2 separate regions of the Sus scrofa genome follow, and region 2 is linked to region 1. Evidence: chromatin contacts called from public HiChIP or PLAC-seq data. All regions are on one chromosome and are shown on one strand. The core of a region is the stretch at or near the end of the contact, and the rest is flanking DNA. Distances in the headings are between cores, read along the strand shown. Region 1 overlaps ZNF185 (zinc finger protein 185). Region 2 holds the start of NAA10 (N-alpha-acetyltransferase 10).

Evidence for each region. HiChIP or PLAC-seq counts read pairs in DNA pulled down with a chosen protein or histone mark.
Region 2: an H3K27ac HiChIP or PLAC-seq map of alveolar macrophages shows a contact between it and region 1. The contact joins the promoter of NAA10 here to the enhancer-like site in region 1. A contact is called at or near these places in 1 of 5 promoter capture datasets (liver), 5 of 47 Hi-C or Micro-C datasets (embryonic fibroblasts, liver, mesenteric adipose tissue and 2 more) and 1 of 2 datasets of contacts at active chromatin or transcription factors (alveolar macrophages).

What each region holds. Positions count from the first base shown.
Region 1 is chrX:123,975,639-123,980,016 of Sscrofa11.1, forward strand. ZNF185 (zinc finger protein 185) reads left to right here. Exons shown (of 22, transcript XM_021079960.1): 18 at 2,611-2,808. Among named protein-coding and RNA genes, the nearest start is that of PNMA5, 21 kb to the right of the region's middle. Within about 2 kb of position 1,968, at least 27 of the 83 cell types and tissues checked have an H3K27ac peak or open chromatin away from gene starts, as enhancers often do. A contact at or near this core is called in alveolar macrophages, embryonic fibroblasts, liver and 1 more, where this site is marked.
Region 2 is chrX:124,660,504-124,664,939 of Sscrofa11.1, forward strand. It overlaps NAA10 (N-alpha-acetyltransferase 10), which reads right to left and starts at 2,241. Exons shown (of 8, transcript XM_013986517.2): 1 at 2,008-2,241; 2 at 1,441-1,539; 3 at 956-1,014; 4 at 86-131. The coding sequence starts at 2,028. It overlaps RENBP (renin binding protein), which reads right to left. Exons shown (of 11, transcript NM_213900.1): 10 at 2,688-2,775; 11 at 2,454-2,600. The coding sequence ends at 2,527.

The DNA.
Region 1 (4,378 bases), core at 718-3,217:
GCAACCTACACCACAGCTCGCGGCAACGCCGGATCGTTAACCCACTGAGCAAGGGCAGGGACCGAACCCGCAACCTCATGGTTCCCAGTCGGATTCGTTAACCACTGCGCCACGATGGGAACTCCTGTTTTTAAATTTTAAAATACGTATAACATAAAAATTACCATCCTAACCATTTTTAAGTGTGCACTTTAGTGGCATTAAGTATGTTCACAGTGTTGTGCAACCAATCTCCAGAACTGTTTCTACCTTGCGAAAGCCGAACCCTGTCCACATGAAACAACAACTTCATATAAGTGGAACCGTGCAGTATTTGTCTTTTTGTAACTGGCATCTTTCGATTAGCATAATATCTTGATGGTTCATCCATGTTGTAACATGCACCAGAATTTTATTCTTTTTTAAGATTGAATAATATTTCATAATCTGGACATACTACATTGTGTTTATCCATTTATCCATCAGTGGACATTGCCACAGCCACAGCCTCGCCAGAGCTGAGCTGCATCTGCAACCTACACCAAAGCTCACAGCAATACTGGATCCTTAACTCACTGAGAAAGGCTAGGGATTTAACCTGCATCCTCATGGATACTAGTCTGGTTTGTTACCACTGAGCCACAATGGGAAATATTGGAAAAGTTTTAAGCAGTGCATTGATATGGTCAGATTTGTACTTTAGAGTTCTCTCTGTGATGGTGATGAAAAGAATGGACTGGAAGTGGGCAGGGTGCAGGTAGGGAGAAGAGCTAGGAAGTATACCAGTCCTCCAGATAAGAAGTGATTTTATGTCTAAGTCCGTTGAAGTAGAGGATAAGGGATTTTTTAAGTTAAGTTGGTAATCCTATCCTGAGGTAAAAAATTTTACACATACATAATATACATCTGTACATAAACATGGAGACAGACTTGAACAGAGATCTTAGGGTTTAATTCTAAATCTTCAGCCATGAGTCAGGTATAAACACAAATACAAAACTCATTGGTTTATATAAAATTGGTGCTCCTCTTTGCCACACTTTATATTTTTATCAGAATTGTGTTTCTGGCAGATGGGACCAGTTGCGGTTACCTGGTCAACATGAAGCCTACGCTTTCTACTGTACAATTTTTTTTTTTGCCCTGATATATAATCTTATGGTGATTGTAGACTAAATTTTGGGTGAGGCACGAAGCAGAAACCAAACAGCCAATTGGGGTGTCTCCAAAGCTCATCTACCTGGAGGCAGATATTGGTCCTAGACACTAGGGACAGAGAGGTCCTTCAGCACAGATATTTTGGGATATTGCTAAGCAATATATTAGCTTCCGTGGAGAGTTGACAGGGAGAAAGGAATGAAGAAATGAGAAGAGCTAGTGCACACAGCTTGGCTTGTTGCCCGAGCTTGCCTGTTGCAGGGGGAAGAGAAGCTTCAGGATGGGGGATGGGGTGTTTGAAGTTTGAAAAGACTTTTTTTTTTTTTTTTTTTTTTTTTTTTTTTTTTTTGCTTTAAACGGGTCCCTTAAGTGATGAGCCCTGGCTTCCGCTGCTACTCCATTTCCCTCGGAAGACTTAGTGATAGGAAGTGTAGCGGTAGCTATGCCATGAGATTGAGCTGCGCGAATGGCGGCTGGGGGGCGGGTAGGTTGTCAAAAGTACATCCTGAGTGCTTTTTATGAACTGCAAAGGACCCTCACCCTAGACTTTTCTTCTGTTTTCAAAAAAGAATGAAAGTGCTATGCCTCGTAAGGTCAACTACTTCGCAATAAAAAAGACTGCAATAAACAAAGCAGCCACAGCAATACTTCTGCGCCTGTGCGTGGGTGCCCAGGACTCACGTGCGCTTGCGTCCCACACGAGTGCGGCTGCGCGGGCCGCCATTTCCCGCAGCGGCGAGCTCGGGTCGCAATGACCGCTGGGAAATGGGACGGTCAATAAAGAAAATGGCTGCTGTGAGCAAATTAGGCTTAGGCAGAGCTTATTCTCGGCCTGGCCCGTGCAGGCCAGCAGATGGCGCGCGAGGATCACAAATGGGTTGGGCAGCCCTAGCCTGGCTTGGTCAGGAGTCCGGGTTTTCAAGGCCTTTCCCCCCTCCCCCCCCGCGCCTTGTAGGGTCAACAGCCCGATTGAGAATGTCGGAAGCCGAACATTCTCCTCCGCTTCAGGCGGTCCCCACCCAGTCCGCCAAGGAAGCTGGGGTAAGAGACCCTTTCCCAGAGAGCTGGGCTCCTGCTGGGCTTTCGTGCAGGACCCCTCTGAGCACTGTGGCCTGGGGAACAGACAGGGTGGCTTGGTACTTTTTAGGGAGGACAGATGAACTGCGCCTTGGAAGGTTAGAAGAAAGGAGATATGGCAGCAGGACGCAGGGGAAGGACATGTCACTGTTTCAGTCGAGGAGAAGATTGTGTTAAAACCTCCTGGAAGTCATTATGTGTTCTTGTCGGTACTGCTGACAAGGAGAGGAACTGTCCCACAGGTGGGGGCCGTAGTGGACTCCTCTTTGGCAACCCCTCCCACCTCATCTGGGAGAGGAACCTGCCAAGGCCTCGGAAGCAGGTATCAGTTTGCAGTAGGTGAGCCAGGGCTGGTCCCACGGCACTCGCTCCATAAGGGTGCTGGTTCTTCCACAGCGACTTGGCTGGTTGTGAGAAGAACGTGGTCACCAAGGAGGGAGAGGAGGCCTGGCAAGGGAGGCCCGGAGCCCTAAGAGATGGCCAGGGAAACCCAGCTGTGCCCACCCAGCAGCCTGCAGATCCCAGCACCCCAGAGCAGCAGAGCAGCTCCAGAAAACCTGAGCAGCTCCTGGAAGTGGACAGCCAGGCCAACAGGTAAGCGCTATGCTGGGCGTTTTTTCAGGGGTTGCAACCCAGAACAAATCTTAACATACTGAGCATGCCAGTTACCTTATGTAGTTGTGACTGACTAGCGACCAGTTGAAGCTGACCGGCAATGAGTACCCCAGAAGTAGATGTCTTTGAGCATCACTTTGGTGCCACAGCATCAAATATGTTAGACCAAGTCTGGCATAGAGAAGGTGCCCAGAGAACTATGAGTTAGAACTGAGACGGTCAGCTCATACCTTGTATTGCTATCATTCTGATATATCTGCTGCCTCTTCATTGTTGATATGCTCACATGGTTGTGGAAAGGTCTTCTGCTGGGGAGGGAACAGTTCACTTGAGACCTAAAGCACAAGGAGGAGCTGGCCGGGCAAAGAATATGGGAAGAGCCAAGGAAGCAGCATGTCTGGAGCCCCATCATCCACAACATTTCACCTCCCGCCTGGAATGTATTTTTACCTTGTTCCCTCAGCTCTGCTGTCCACTTGGCTCCTGTGCTGGGTGTGGATCAGGGGATGCTCAGTAGTCACTTCTCTTCTCCCTTTCTGGTGCCCCCATCTGTCTTTCAGGTTTCTGTGGGGCCTCGCATCCCAGCCACTACACCTCCTCCAGTCTCCATGGCACATTCCGGTGTCCTAGAGTGATATAGGAATAGGCCAGGGTGACTGGGCACATTGGTAGGGTATCTCACCCAACCTAGGGTGAGAGGGCAGCTACTCTGAAAGGGCTTCACACATGAGAGAGTGGTGACATGTCCAAGGGTACGAGAGAGGCCACGTACTTGTGACAGACTGCGAAGATGAGGCGGGGCAGTTGGGCAGGTGCACTTGATTCTCTGGCCAAAGAGTGATACCCAAGCCTCAGCCAGGTGGATGTAGCCACTTCCAGAACATGATCTGATTGGCAGTGTTTTGACGAGAAGCCAAAACTAACCCAGGACAGAGCCGGGCTGAGGCTGCTGGACAGAGGGATGATAGGAGGTGAATGGCACAAATGCAGAAGAGTCAGTGATGGGCGGTGTGTTACACCAATGGGTGGAGATTCAGAAAAACCTTTATACCTGTCAGTTTCTTGCCTCCACTTAGGACAAGTAACTTCCAGAATGAGGTGTATCTAAATTTCTTTCTTGGTTATACCTAAATTCGTTTCTTCCGCTGGAGAATGGGGTGGGCAGCTCATTCCAGGAAGGGGCTGTCCCATTGATTGAGGTAGTAAGCAAGACTGTATCTGTTGAGTCTCCAGTAGCCCCATAGTTCTGCTCTAACTAATTGAGTCACAGGCCCGGGCTCTTGGCTGCAGGAGTAGTTCTGGGCATGCTGGAAGGTTGGGGTCTTGCCCCTGACTTACGGTGTGACTTGTGTCACATAGCCTGGGTTTTGTCATCTGTAAAATGAGTTCCTCTACCCATTGATCTCAGGAGCCTCAAAGAACAAAAGCTCAGTGCTTTTCACGGATTTTTTCAACATAAATTAGCATTTTTAAAAACTCCTTGAAGTGGCAGTCTCGGGATTAGCCCTTGAAATCCCTCTTTGACCCTGGAAAACAGCAGGTGTTGACA
Region 2 (4,436 bases), core at 991-3,490, 690 kb after region 1:
TGGTGGGAGAAAGGTGGGCCTCGAGGGCTGCTCCCACTAACTCCCACTCCCCCCAGAGCCCGGCGGGGGGGGGGGCCCTACGCACCAATGAGGTGATGTGGCCGTGGGGCACGTCGTCAGGGTCCTCTTCCCTAGCGCAGGAAGAAGGGGTTAGTGAAGAACCTCAGACGTCCCAGCCCCAGGGGGCGGGAGCCAGGACTCTCAGAACCCCAGGCAGCAGCCAAAAGACATGCAGGGTCGATGGAGTATCGTTCAAGGCTAACAAGAAAAGAGCTCTCTGGAGTTCCCTTGTGGCGCAGCGTGTTAGGAACTGGCACTGTCCCTGCAGCGGCTCGGGTCGCTGCTGTGGCAAGGGTTTGATCCCTTGCCTGGGAACTTCCACCTGCCACAGGCCAGCCCCCCCCCCAAAAAAAGAAAGGAGCTCTCAAGCCATGGAAGCAGGTGGAAGAAACTTCAACGCACATGACTAAAGTGAAAGGTGGTTTGAAAAGGCTACACACGGGTTCTAAACATATGGCCTGGGAAAAGCAAAACTGTGGAGAGAGGAAAGAGATCAGTGGCCACCAGGGCTGGAGGGAGGAAGAGACGGCTGTGAGGAGCACAGGGACTTTCAGGGCAGTGACACTGCTGGGCCTGACACTACAGTAGGGGCACAGGTGCTGGGAGCCATCTGTCCACAGAGGGCAGAAGGCAGAGACTGTGGACTTCAATGTAGCAATGTCGCCTCACCACCTGTAACAAATGTCCCGCAAGATGTCAAGGATAGGAGACTAGAGAAGAGGGGAGAGGTCACATGGGAACCCTGGACTCGCCCCTCAGTTGCTTGTAAAGCCACAACTGAACTAGAAACCAACCAACCAGCCCACCCCAGGCACAGCATCCCGAGTTGGTGCTCCCCCCTCTCCCCGGCCCAGGTCAGGCGCCAGGCTTCTCTCTCCATCCTTTGGTGACTCACATTTTGGCCAGGACGTACCCCACAATCTTCCCATTCTCATCCTCGGCGATGTAAGAGAGCTGGGTGACAGCAAAGAGAAGGCAGAAAACAAACGCCTGTCAGAGCCGGAGGCGCCCTTGGCGGACACCTGGCCCGACCGCCTGCCTCTTACCGTGTGTGTGACAGACGGCAGCCAAGCACAGGCGGGGAGCTCAGTGACAGTTCCTGAGCTCTGGCCCAAGTGGCTTGGTTTTCCCGCACCACACTGTGCCCTGGTCCCTAACCCAGAAGGGGTGGACAGGCACAGAGGGGATCCCTACCTTGGCCCTGTTCCTCCGCCCTCTTCAGGCACCTCTCCCCCCCCCCCCCACCCGCAGACACTCAGGGCCTGTTCACCCCTTCGCCCCGCTAGGGTCTTGACGACCTTGCCTGCCCCTCCCAAACTGACCCAGGCTGGAATTTCCTTGGTCTGGTTTCCGCCATCCCTAAATGCAAAAGCTGCCCACCTGGGGCCAGGAAAGGCCGTGGTAGAAGTAATATTTCATCTGGTAGTTCTCCGGCAGGCACAGGAGGTTGCAGTGCTGCATGTTCATCAGGTCCTCTGGCTGCGGGGGAGGAGGGCAGCGGAATGCGGTCAGGCCAGGGGCTGTGGTGACTAAGTAGGCCTCAGACCTGTTACAACTCTGCTGGCTGTCTACTCACCCCCCCACCCCACCGGGCTGGGCGGGCGCCGTGACTATCTGTCTCTGCACAGGCCTGGCTCACAGCCACTGCGCAAAAACTGACTGTTCCAGGAATGAACGTGAGCGCCAGGAAGCTCCCAGACACCATCCAGCTGCGCCCCGACGTCCCGGAAAGAACGGGTTTGCAAGCCCCGGCCCTGCGCCCCTGGCCTCCTATTCGCGTAGGTCCAGTCCCACCGGCTTAGTGGCCTTCACTGTGCCGCGCCGGTCGGCCGCTGGCGCGCAGAGCGACTGGCCCGGGGCTCGGCTGGGCCCCTGGGGAGCATGCGCACGCGGCCACCGGGCCCCGCTCCCACGCGGCGCGGACAGCCTCCGGCCCCGGCCCCTCACCCTCGCATTGCGGATGTTCATAACGGCGGCGGGGCTCGTGGCTCCCAGCGGGTCGTGAACGCGCAGTCAGCTGTCGCCGCGCTCCGGAGCGTCGCCGGAGCTGCCAGGGCACGGCTGGGACTGGAGCTGGGTCCGGGATCGCGGGGGCGGTGGCGGAAGGGGCGGTGCGCACCGGGCCCGGCCACCGGCCGGAAGTGCGCGCCGCGGGCCCGCCCTCTCGGCCGCTTGGCCAATGCGCAGGGTGGGCCAAGGGCGGGGCGGGGCCTCCCCGCGGGGCGTGACGAGGCGGGGTCTGGTCGGGCCAATGACCTGGCGGGCCCCGGGCCTTGTTGGCAGGGTGGGCGGGCCCAGCGCGCGGGGCGGGTCACTGTCCTGGTGAGCAGGTGCCCTCTGGCCAGCGCGGCGGTCTCTCCCTTCCCGAGACCCAGAGACTCTCGCACACGGGCTATGGTGCAGGCTCAGCTTTATTCTGCGCTTCGGCGGGCGGGGTCAGCGGGCGAGGACCGGGCGCCGTAGAGCCTAGGCGAGGCGGCTCAGCAGGGCGCTCAGCATCTCTTCGCACATGGCAAGGCACCGCGGCACGTGGAAGCAGCCTGCGCAGAGGCAGGACGGCGGGTTGGGAGGGCCAGGGGCAGCCGAGCGCTCCGAGCCCCTGAAGCCCTGCCGTATCTCCCACTCACCTTTAAAGGGACCCCCCTTGATAGTGAGGGCAACCTTCCCCTCTCGGTTCAGGTAGCCAAACCATTCCCCGTACTCGGGATCACGAAACTGCAACAAGGAGGAAGTGACAGGTGGTGCCTGCAGGAGCCGCCCCGACGCCACAGGCCCTGGGGAAGGGGCGTTCCCTGTCCCCACTAAACCGCTCCACAATCAGTGCTCCTAAGTGAGTCCCGGACAAAGGTGAATGCGAGGGCTTTTCCTTTTCCTTTTTTTGCAGGTGGGTGGGAGTCTGCACCTAGATAACACTGCTTGGGAAAGAGGCCACAGGCTGTGAGATGAAACCTTGCAAGTTGGAATAAGAAATTCTCTATCATGATTGCGCTGGTGGTGACAGATATACACATTGTCATGTCTCAGTGAACTAAATGCTTACAATGGATACGTTTTAGAGTATATAAATTGTACTTCAATAATAACTGATTTAAAAGAAGGAAACAGGAATTCCTTTCATGGCTCAGCGGTTTATGAACCCGAACCCAACTAGTAACCATGAGGATGCAGGTTCTATCCCTGGCCTTGCTCAGTGGGTTAATTGGCAGATGCGGCTCAGATCTCGCATTGCTGTGGCTGTGGTGTAGGCTGGCAGCTGTAGCTCTGATTCGATCCCTTGTCTGGGAACTTCCTTGGCCCTAAAATGCAAAAAAAAAAAAAAAAAAAAAAAAAAAAGAAGAAAAAGAAACAAAGAAAACATTGATGATGGAAGCGCCCAACCCTCGTGTAACTTTATAACAAGTTACTCCCTAGGAGGTCCTGGTTCCCTGCTCCTCCGAGGCCTAATCTTCAGGCCTGTCTTCCAGGGAGATGAGATGGTGGGCATGTAGCAATGACATCTGACTCCGGCCCTGCACACCACAGGTCTCAAACACACTCCCCCTCCCCTGGAGCCACCCGAAGCCTGCCCCTGCCCCACAGCTCTGTTGATGCCCTGGGACTCCCTTCTCTCCTGCCCACATCCCACCGGGCACCTATCCCGTGGAGGCTTCTCCAGTTCCTTCCCGACACTCCAGTATAGACCTCAGACCCCTGGTCTAGGCCCTTCTCTTTCCTTTCCAGATAAGAGACTTGAGCAGAAGCCCTTCTCAGAAGGCCCAAGGAAGAAATCAACGATATTGAAGTCCCCTATCAAAATGTCGTCCTTGGAGTCCCCATCCTGGCTCAGTGGTAACAAACCGGACTAGGATCCATGAGGACGAGGGGTCGATCCCTGGCCTCGCTCCGTGGGTTAAGGATCCGGCGTTGCCGTGAGCCACGGTGTAGGTCGAAGATGCAACTTGGATCTGGCGGTGCTGTGGCGGAGGCCAGCAGCTGCAGCTCCAAATAGACCCCTAGCCTGGGAACCTCCATATGCTGCGGGTGCGGCCCTTGAAGAGACAAAAACAAAGACAAAAAAAAAAAATGTCTGTGTAAATGGGCGCCTGTGAGTTGGTGTACTCTTTTTTTTTTCTTTTTAAGGCCACACCTGTGGCAAACGGCAGTTCTGGGACTAGGGCTCGAATCGAAGCTGCACCTGCCGGTCACAGGCACAGCCACACGGGATCCAAGCCACATCTGCGACCTACACTGCAGCTTTCGGCAACGCTGGAACATTAACCCACTGAGCGAGGCCAGGGATCGAACCTGCGTCCTCACAGAGACAAGTTGAGGGAGTAAAATTTGTTCTGTATGTACTCGGTCTCTTTCCAGGGACATTGCTCAGTCCTTGTTTTTCG